2 separate regions of the Ovis aries genome follow, and region 1 is linked to region 2. The links are chromatin contacts, called in public Hi-C maps. All regions are on one chromosome and are shown on one strand. The core of a region is the stretch at or near the end of the contact, and the rest is flanking DNA. Distances in the headings are between cores, read along the strand shown.

The links. A called contact is a pair of places that touch in the nucleus more often than the background predicts.
Region 1: a Hi-C map of liver shows a contact between it and region 2, with 3 times the contacts expected there. The contact joins two enhancer-like sites. A contact is called at or near these places in 2 of 16 Hi-C or Micro-C datasets (liver and mixed tissues).

The regions. Positions count from the first base shown.
Region 1 is chr20:41,477,916-41,482,447 of ARS-UI_Ramb_v3.0, forward strand. No RefSeq gene overlaps it. Among named protein-coding and RNA genes, the nearest start is that of CD83, 400 kb to the right of the region's middle. Within about 2 kb of position 2,781, at least 3 of the 54 cell types and tissues checked have an H3K27ac peak or open chromatin away from gene starts, as enhancers often do.
Region 2 is chr20:41,315,304-41,319,498 of ARS-UI_Ramb_v3.0, forward strand. No RefSeq gene overlaps it. Among named protein-coding and RNA genes, the nearest start is that of JARID2, 410 kb to the left of the region's middle. Within about 2 kb of position 1,473, at least 9 of the 54 cell types and tissues checked have an H3K27ac peak or open chromatin away from gene starts, as enhancers often do.

The sequences.
Region 1 (4,532 bases), core at 1,531-4,030, 160 kb after region 2:
AAGGCATGGGATTGTTTATTTCCCCTACAGATGTTTTTGTGCTGCTCTAAAGTGAAAGCTATTATACTAGTTGCCGTTGCATTATTTATTCTGTGGAGGAGCAGGATATCTGGTGAGGTGGCCAGAATTTGTCCATTTTCATGGCGCCGTCTTCAGGCTTCATCTGGTGGCTCCAGAAGGACAGTCAGGGGGGTTGACAGGAACCTACCCCTCAGTTCCTGCTGCATTCCTACTTGCCTGCTCATACAAGGGAAACCAGGGTTATAAACATACCCTTCCTGGCTGTAGAAAAATGATTTGCTTCCAGGATTCTTTTCTCAGTTTTTTCTAAGAATCCCTAGGGGTATTCACATGTGTCTGGAAATCAGTTCTAGTCATTTGTAAATCCATTGCTGGCCAAGCCAGGACCACACAATAATCTTGAGCTGGAAATTTCCATTAGGTGGTCACTCTCAAACTGGAAATATTTTTCCCACTGCAGTGCAATTAGAGGTACCATTGTTGGTGAAAACAGTCCCCTTCCACTCCCAAAAGCAGAGAAAATGAGGCAGATCCCTGAGCCCCCACATCAGCCGCCCTTCGGAGGTGAGAGACAAGTTCCGCTGTTGGGGCAGGTCTAGATGGTACCAGTTACCTCTTAACCTGGTGTGGCTGAGCTTTGACTTTCCAGCTCAAGCCCTAACAGACCTGTTGGGATGGGGCATCCCTCAAGCAGAGACCTCCAGCCCCTCTCTGGAGACCTTTGTCAGTCTCTCCAGACAAGGTCTCCAGGGTAAGAGAGAGAATGACGCCCCTCCTCGCACTCCCTGCCCAGCTCTGCATTGTAACAGCAAGAGGTTCACAGTAAATTTGCCTGGAGCTGATGTAGTTGGCTGCATCCACTCACGCTTCCACCTCCACCCCAGCACCCAGCCTCCTCTCTCGCATTCTAGCCCTTTCAAGTCAGTTTCCTCTCTGAGACCTACTGGAGGCTCTTTCCACCAGCTTCCACCCAGGACTGCTATTCTGCAACCAGGGCATGTGTGCTAAGTCGCTTCAGTTGTGTCCAACTCTTTGCGACCCCGTGGACTGTAGCCTTCCAGGTTCCTCTGTCCATGGGATTCTCCAGGCAAGAATACTGGAGCTGGTTGCCATGCCCTCCTCCAGGGGATCTTCCCGACCCAGGGATTGAACCTGTGTCTCTTCCACCTCCTGTATTGGCAGGTGGGTTCTTTACCATTAACGCCACCTGGGAAGCCCTGCCAGCCACGCTTCTGTATTCTAGAAACCCAAGGGATATGAGAGTTCAATCCACTTTTCCCTCCACTGAATTCCTACGTAGATGTCTACATTCAGATGAGAGCTGGGGGTCTCATCTTCCCTACCCCTCTGTCCCAATTTCAGGAGCCAGCCATGTCCCACAGGCAAGTCCAACTACAGACGTGTGGGACAGTTTTGTCTAAGGCAATGGTTTTCAGTGTGAGCCTCACAGGGTGGTATGGAAATTTTAAAAACTGGGATCTCTCTTTATTTTCTAATCTCATGCTTTAAATTTTTTTACATGCATGTTTTACTACATACTAGCCGTGGTCAAACACTGTTTTAAACATTTGTTTAAAATTAGGGTAGGCAAACCAGTAGTGTCCACAATATGGACCTGGGGGACTCAGAGGCCTCAGATCCCTCATTATGTTCATGTATTTAATAATTTACATTTGAAGGTTCACTGTGGTACTTTCATGTGGATATTATGCCTGTTTTAGTCTTTTTAAAAACGAATTGTATTTGTTTACTTGGGGCTGTGCTGGATCTTCACTGCCGGGAGGGCTTTTTTCTCTCGTTGCTGCGAGCAGGTTTCTCATCGCGCTGACTTCTTTTGTCCCAGAGCACAGACTCCGGGCCATGCGGGCTTCCGTAGCTACAGCACATGGGCTCTGGAGCACAGGCTCAATAGCTGCGGTGCACAGGCTTACTCTGAGGCATGCGGGATCTTCCTGGGTCAGGGATCGAACCTGTGTCTCTTGTACTGTCAGGCAGATTCTTTACCATTGAGCCACCAGGGAAGACCTGTTTACTCTTTTTTATCTATCAGTAGGGTGGCAAAATTGTTTTGCTTTTCAGTTTTCAGGAAATTCACACCACATTTGCCTGCTGCTGCTGCTAAGTCGCTTCAGTTGTGTCCGACTCTGTGCGACCCCATAGATGGCAGCCCACCAGGCTCCCCCATCCCTGGCATTCTCCAGGCAAGAACACTGGAGTGGGTTGCCATTTCCTTCTCCAATGCATGAAAGTGAAAAGGGAAAGGGAAGTCGCTCAGTCGTGTCCGACTCTTCGCAACCCCATGGACTGCAGCCCACCAGGCTCCTCCATCAGTGGGATTTTCCAGGCAAGAGTACTGGAGTGGGGTGCCATTGCCTTCTCCGCCACATTTGCCTACCAAGTCTTTAATAGGTCCATGCAATCATTAAAATTTAAAACAGATAACATTTGAACTTATTAATACTATTATTAACTAATCTTGTTGCCTTCACTGAGATAAATTTCAGTATATTTTCCAACTTGTGAAACAGCTGGGTTTTTTTTTTTTTTTTTTACATTTGTTTACAACTGCTGTGTGGTTAATTGCTTTCAACAGCAGAAAGCCTTGATGTTATAGGTTCCACTTTCAAAATTTCTTCCAAATCTTCATAAATGTGAAAAAAAACCTGGACAAAGGAATTCATTCGTCACAGTAAATGGAACTGTATTTATCCATACACGTCATTCGTTGTGGTTGCTGACTCACCAGACTTCAGGGCTGCCTTGCTGAGGTGGACTCATGTGAGGTCACGCTGAAGCAGGCAAGAAGTGATTGAACAGCACAGACACGGAGCTGCAAAGTCAGTGTGACAGGTGAACATGCGTGGAGAGAACAGGAAGGGCTGGGCTTTGCTAGTTGCATAGGGTCTTAAGATCAGTGACTTACGTGCCATCAAGGCCTGAATTCAGGGTTTCTGTTGTCCAGCAGTGGGGTATTCCATTGCTCACCGTCCTTCATGATGGCTCCCAAGGATGCCCACCCAGGTACTCACATGTGTGTAGTCTCCTCCCACACTGGGCCAGGGGTGATCTGTGTGATCAAGAGAATATGGCAAAATTGATGGTGTGTCACTTCCAAGGTCAAGTTCTGAAAGACACCTTGGCTCTTGCCTTGGATGCTTGCTCACATTTCTTTCTTCCTCAGACCATCCACTCCTTAGGGAACCGAGCTGTCATGTTAAGAGCAACCATGTGTGGGTTCCTGTGTTAAGTATGGGGAACACAAGAGAGAAGGCACGTCCCCTCTTTTTAATGTAATTCTGTCTCTTAAGAAAGACAGAATGTTCTCGAGTAAATGCTGTGCAATGTCCTGTATATTTGTGCATGTTTAGTCGTTACGTTGTGTCCGACTCTTTGTGACCCCATGAACTATAGCCCACCAGGCTCATCTACCCATGGGATTTCCTAGACAAGAATGCTGGAGCGGGTTGCCATTTCCTCCTCCATGGGATCTTCCTCACTCAGAGATCAAACCCGCATCTCCTGCACTGGCAGGGGGGTCCTTTACTGCTGAGCCACCAGGGAAAGCCCATACTATATATGATAACAGTGGAAAAAGCAGACCTTTCAGGAACATTCGAGGAGGCTACATTCATTTCAACTTTGGTTCCCTGAAGAACCTTTTGAACCAAAGAAGAAAACAGTAGGTGCCTTCGAGGCATATAGGGAAAGGTGAAGGGAGAGAGGTTCCTTTCAGGCAGACAACTGGATATATAGAGACAGGGAATTGGGATCAGTAAGGATTTATCGGAAAAAAGACTTTATTGGCATTTTAATGGGCCCCACTGAAAAAATAAAATATATATGAGAGGAAACATCTGTCCTCTAAAATCACACACTGCCCAAGACTCGAAGCTATAACAGATCTGTTGAAACTCTTAGACCAGTGCTGTTCAGTATGGTAGCCACTAGACAGAAGAACACATTCAGTTCTTGAAATCTGGGTCGTCCAAATTAAATGTGCTGTGAGTGTAAAATACACACTAAAATTCGAAGACGTAACCAAAATCAGGTAAATATCCCATTCATAACTTTTTGTGACTACTACATGTTGAAATGATATTTTTGATATAATGAATTAAAAAGAATACCTTATTAAGACTGATTTCAACTATTTCATTTTTATGTTTTTAAAGGGGCAGCTAAGTTTAAAATCCTCTCGGTGGTCTGTCTTCGTGGCTTGTGCCATCTCCCTCTTGGGCAGTGCTGGTTTGGAGGCTGCTCTGGCATCAGCACTGTGGAAAAGGAAGAAAGAATGGGGTCAAGGGATGTTGGGAGGACCACAGCCAGCATGCTTTCCTCTACCTTCACTCTGTGTTGAGAGGGTCTAGAGTGAGGCTGGGGGAGCTCAGCTGGAGAAGAGGCAGCGCCAGAGCTCAGAATCCAGAGGAGGGGGCGTGTGTGCCGGGCAGCCCTGTGACATGTGGTGTTGATGTGAATTCTTAGTGAATAACATGTGATAATGGTTTAGTTAT
Region 2 (4,195 bases), core at 223-2,722:
TCAGGCTGTACAGAAGCAGGCAGGGGCCGGAATTGCCCTGTAGGCCATGGTTGGCTGACCCCCCCCTTTAGAGTATTTCTGTCCCCTTGCCTGTCCAGTGACATTGAATCAAGGTTAGCCAGTTGATCACTCTTTGTAAATAGGCAGCCACTGGCAGTGGAGAGTGAGAAAAGGCCCAGAGTTAGTGCCTTAGTTACATAATTAAATGATATCTTATTTACTTTTAAACTTTTCATGAAAAGTTGCCAAATCGCTCTCCTAGCCCTCAGCCCTTCCATTGACATCTTCCTCCTTTGATACTGAAATTTAAATTCAGGGACTTAAAAGTGGATCTTATGACAGGTTAGGTTGCCATCCTAAAACAGCTGTGTCATCACCCCAAAATGCATAATAAAGAAACTACAATGCCCTCCGGGCTGATCCTTTGGCCTGAGTGAGGCTCTGATTGCTGACTTGCTGACACTGTTACAATGATCTGTCCAAGTCCTTATCTGGTCTCTGCACGCAGGCTGATGGTCCTTGGGTTCTGGTTTACCTGGGTGGACTTGTCCTCGCTGAACAGAAGTTCTCCAGATGGTCAGGAGTCCATGTGCTGCTGCCATTCCCCAGAAGCCATACCTGGCTAAATGCTGGGATCAGGACCCCTCTCTCAAGCCAGCATCATCTCTGGCCTGGATTTCTGTGCTAACCAGTGTTCCTGCTTCTCCTCCTATTCCACATAAATCACTCTCCATGTATAAACTCAAGTGATCTTTTGAAAGCAGAAATCAGATCACATCACTCACTTGCTTAAAAATCCTCCAAGGGGTTATATTTAGAATAAAATCCAAATTCACTACCCTGCGTTATGGGTTGAACCGTGTCCTTCCCGAAAGGTGCCCCAGCCAGGCTGACATACCGTAGTTCATCTGCCTCTGTATGGATACAGGGGTGGGTTCACCAATATTACCGTGAGACTATGAAAACAAAGCAAAACGAAACACAGGTTTCTGCCTTGCAGCGTTTGTTAACATAAAGCCATGTTGACACACTTTTTAATCTGTCAGCAGACAAATCTTGGAAGGTAGCCCACACTGTCCATGAGTTAACTTGCTTTTGTTCACTGAAGTGGAGCTATTCATTCATTGGAAGGGATGTGTATCAGCACAGCTTTGAAAAGACAGTGGCGGTGTGTGGCCTTGGCAGGTACCATCGTGGACCTGGGCGTGGAGTGAGGGGACGAGGAGACAGGGGTGTCATTGCCTGCTTATGGCCTGGACTGCTGAAGGTGGCAGATGTAGTTCCTTGACTTGTAGAAATTGCTAGTACTGTGTACAGTTGGAAGAATGCTCAAATTACCTTTGAATTTTGCCCTTTGCACTCAGAAACCTGTCCAAGTCATTTTCTTATCTCTACATGGGAGTTGATGGTCTTCAGACTCCAGTTGACCTCTTGGGGTGGACTGTCCCCAAAGACCTTTCCCTCAGCAAGCAGAGGTTCTCCAGATAGAAGTGTCTATTGCCTGGTCAATTCACTGAGAGGCCACGCCTGGCTAAACGCTGTAGAGACCTGACCAACTATAGGAATTGAGACACATCTTCCGAGCCAGCATCAGCTCTGGCCAGGATTTCTGTGCTAACTTGTATCCCTCTTCCCCTGCTATCCAGGATAAACCTCTCTCCACATATAAACTCGTGTGATCTTTTGAAAGCAGAACTCAGATCTCATCACTCACATGTTTAAAACCCTCCAAGGGGTTGCATTTAGAATAAAATCCACAGTCTTTACCATGTGTTATGTGTCAAACTATGGCCTCCCCAGAAGACATTGAAGTCCTGAGTTTCTGTGAATGTGAACTTACTGAAAATAGCATCTTTGCAGATGATCAAGTTAAAATGGGATAACTAAAAGAGTCCTGATCCAATAAGACTGCTGTCCTTATAAAAGGGGTAATTCAGATACAAAAATGGACATACACAGAGGGATGGTTATATGAAGATGTAAGGCAAAAGCCAGCAGCAAGCTCAGGAATGCCTGAGGCCACGAAGCAGGAGAGAGGCCTGCTCTTGCATGGGGAATCTCTTGATTCCCCATCATGGTCTCAGGAGGAACCAACTATGAGACCCTTGAGCTTGGATTTCCAGCCTCCAGAGCTGTGAGACAGTAAGTGTCTCGTCTTTAAGCCACCTGGTTTGCAGTGTGTCACAGCAGTCTCCGAAAACTAATCCGCCTGCTTACAAAGCCTGTGTGGTCTGTACTCCCCTTCCTGTAGGCACCCCCCCCGCCTTTGAATTATGCTCATTGCTAAGTCACTGGGCTTCTTGACTGGACAACATTGCAGCTGCCCACATGGCAACGGGAAAAGTGGGTGGGAGTGGTGGTGGTTAGAATCAGGGGCTTTATTGACATTTAATGGGAGGGGAGGCTAGGGATATTAGAAATTTCCAAATGCATGGAAAAGCCCCCCACAGTATAGCCGCTGATGGCCACATCACCAGAATTCCTGCACCACACTGGCCTTGAGTCCATTCTGTGAAACTGCCCCCATTACCCCTAGCTCGCCTGGGGCCTCTGCCTAGAATGTTCCCCGTTGCTCTTTATGTGGGTTAAATCAGAACTCAAATGTGATCTTCTCAGAGAGGCATTCTAGTAAAGAATCCACTTGTTCACTCACTGTCACATCAGTCTTTAAAAAATACCCCTGCACAAATAGCATTACTTCTATTTGATTTTTTAAAACCTGTTAGTTTACCTGTTTGTCTCCTCCTATTAGAACATGAGTTTGATGGGAGTAGGACTGTGTGGTAAGCCCGGGATCTACAGCAGAGCCTGTATCAGGGCTTCCCTGAGAGCTCAGTTGGTAAAGAATCCGCCTGCAATGCAGGAGACCCCAGTTTGATTCCTGAGCTGGGAAGATCCATTGAAGAAGGGATAGGCTACCCACCCCGGTATTCTTGGGCTTCCCTGGTGGCTCAGCCGGTAAAGAATCCGCCTGCAAGGAGGGAGACCTGGGTTCAATCCCTGGGTTGGGAAGATCCTCTGGAGAAGGGAAAGGCTACCCACTTCAGTATTGTGGCCTGGAGAATTCCATGGACTATTTAGTCCATGGAGTTGCAAAGAGTCGGACATGACTGAGTGACTTTCACTTTCACAGCAGAGCCTGGCACAGAATAGGTTGGATAAATGAATCCTAACCCCAGAACTGAAAACTGTGAAATGCCTGGGGTCAGGGAGAGAAGAAAGGCAGGGAGACAGGGCAGGAAGGAGGCAGACCCGATGAAATGTGGTGGAGAGGCACTGGTAGGGCTGTGACTTTAACAACATCTGGACTTTGCTGACTGTTCTCAGCCCACAAAACAGGAGAGGACAGGATTCCTGAAGTGCTTTTGGGGAAGCAGCCTTTCTTCATACAGTGAGGGGTAGGGTGTGGAATTCATTAAACCCAGATCAGTAGAGACTCGAAAAGAGAACTAGCTTTCCCATGGTTTAAGGGGAGCTTGTGCTTGATGGATGACAGGTTGACTTATACTGAATTATTGGATAATGGGGAGCCGAGAAGGGAAAACATAGCTGTAAAGTTGATATTAAGAAGGACAAGCCCATCTTCCACGAAATGCCCTTTGTGTCCCCATGAAAACCAGCCATTGGGCTGCATGGGACGTGGACTTCCCCTTTCCTTGCTTTTTACAGGACTATCTTTTCCTTAAAAAGATATAGAACAAACATTATGCAAGCTTCTACATGGACCCTGAAATGGAGTCATTTCAAAGGACACACGAGTATTAAAAACAGAATTTGTTGTTGTTTAGTCGTTCAGTCATGTCTGATTCTTTGTGACCCCATGGACTACAGCATGCCAGGCTTCCCTGTCCTTCACCATCTCTCAGAGCTTGCTCAAACTCATGTCTATTGAGTCGGGGATGCCATCCAACCATTTCATCTTCTGTTGTCCCCTTCTCCTCCTGCCTTCAGTCTTTCCCAGCATCAGAGTCTTTTCTAATGAGTCAGCTCTTCGCATCAAAGAAGTGACCAAAGTATTGGAGGTTCAGCTTCAGCTTCAGCATCAATCCTTCCAATGAATATTCAAAAAAGCAGAGTTAGGTTTTTCAAAACAATTGCAGCCTTTATTTTTTCCTTAGATGTCCTCTGTTTTACTTAGCTTGAAACTTATATGAAGTTTCATTTTCTATCTTGGTGCAGACTTGGAACTTTGGAG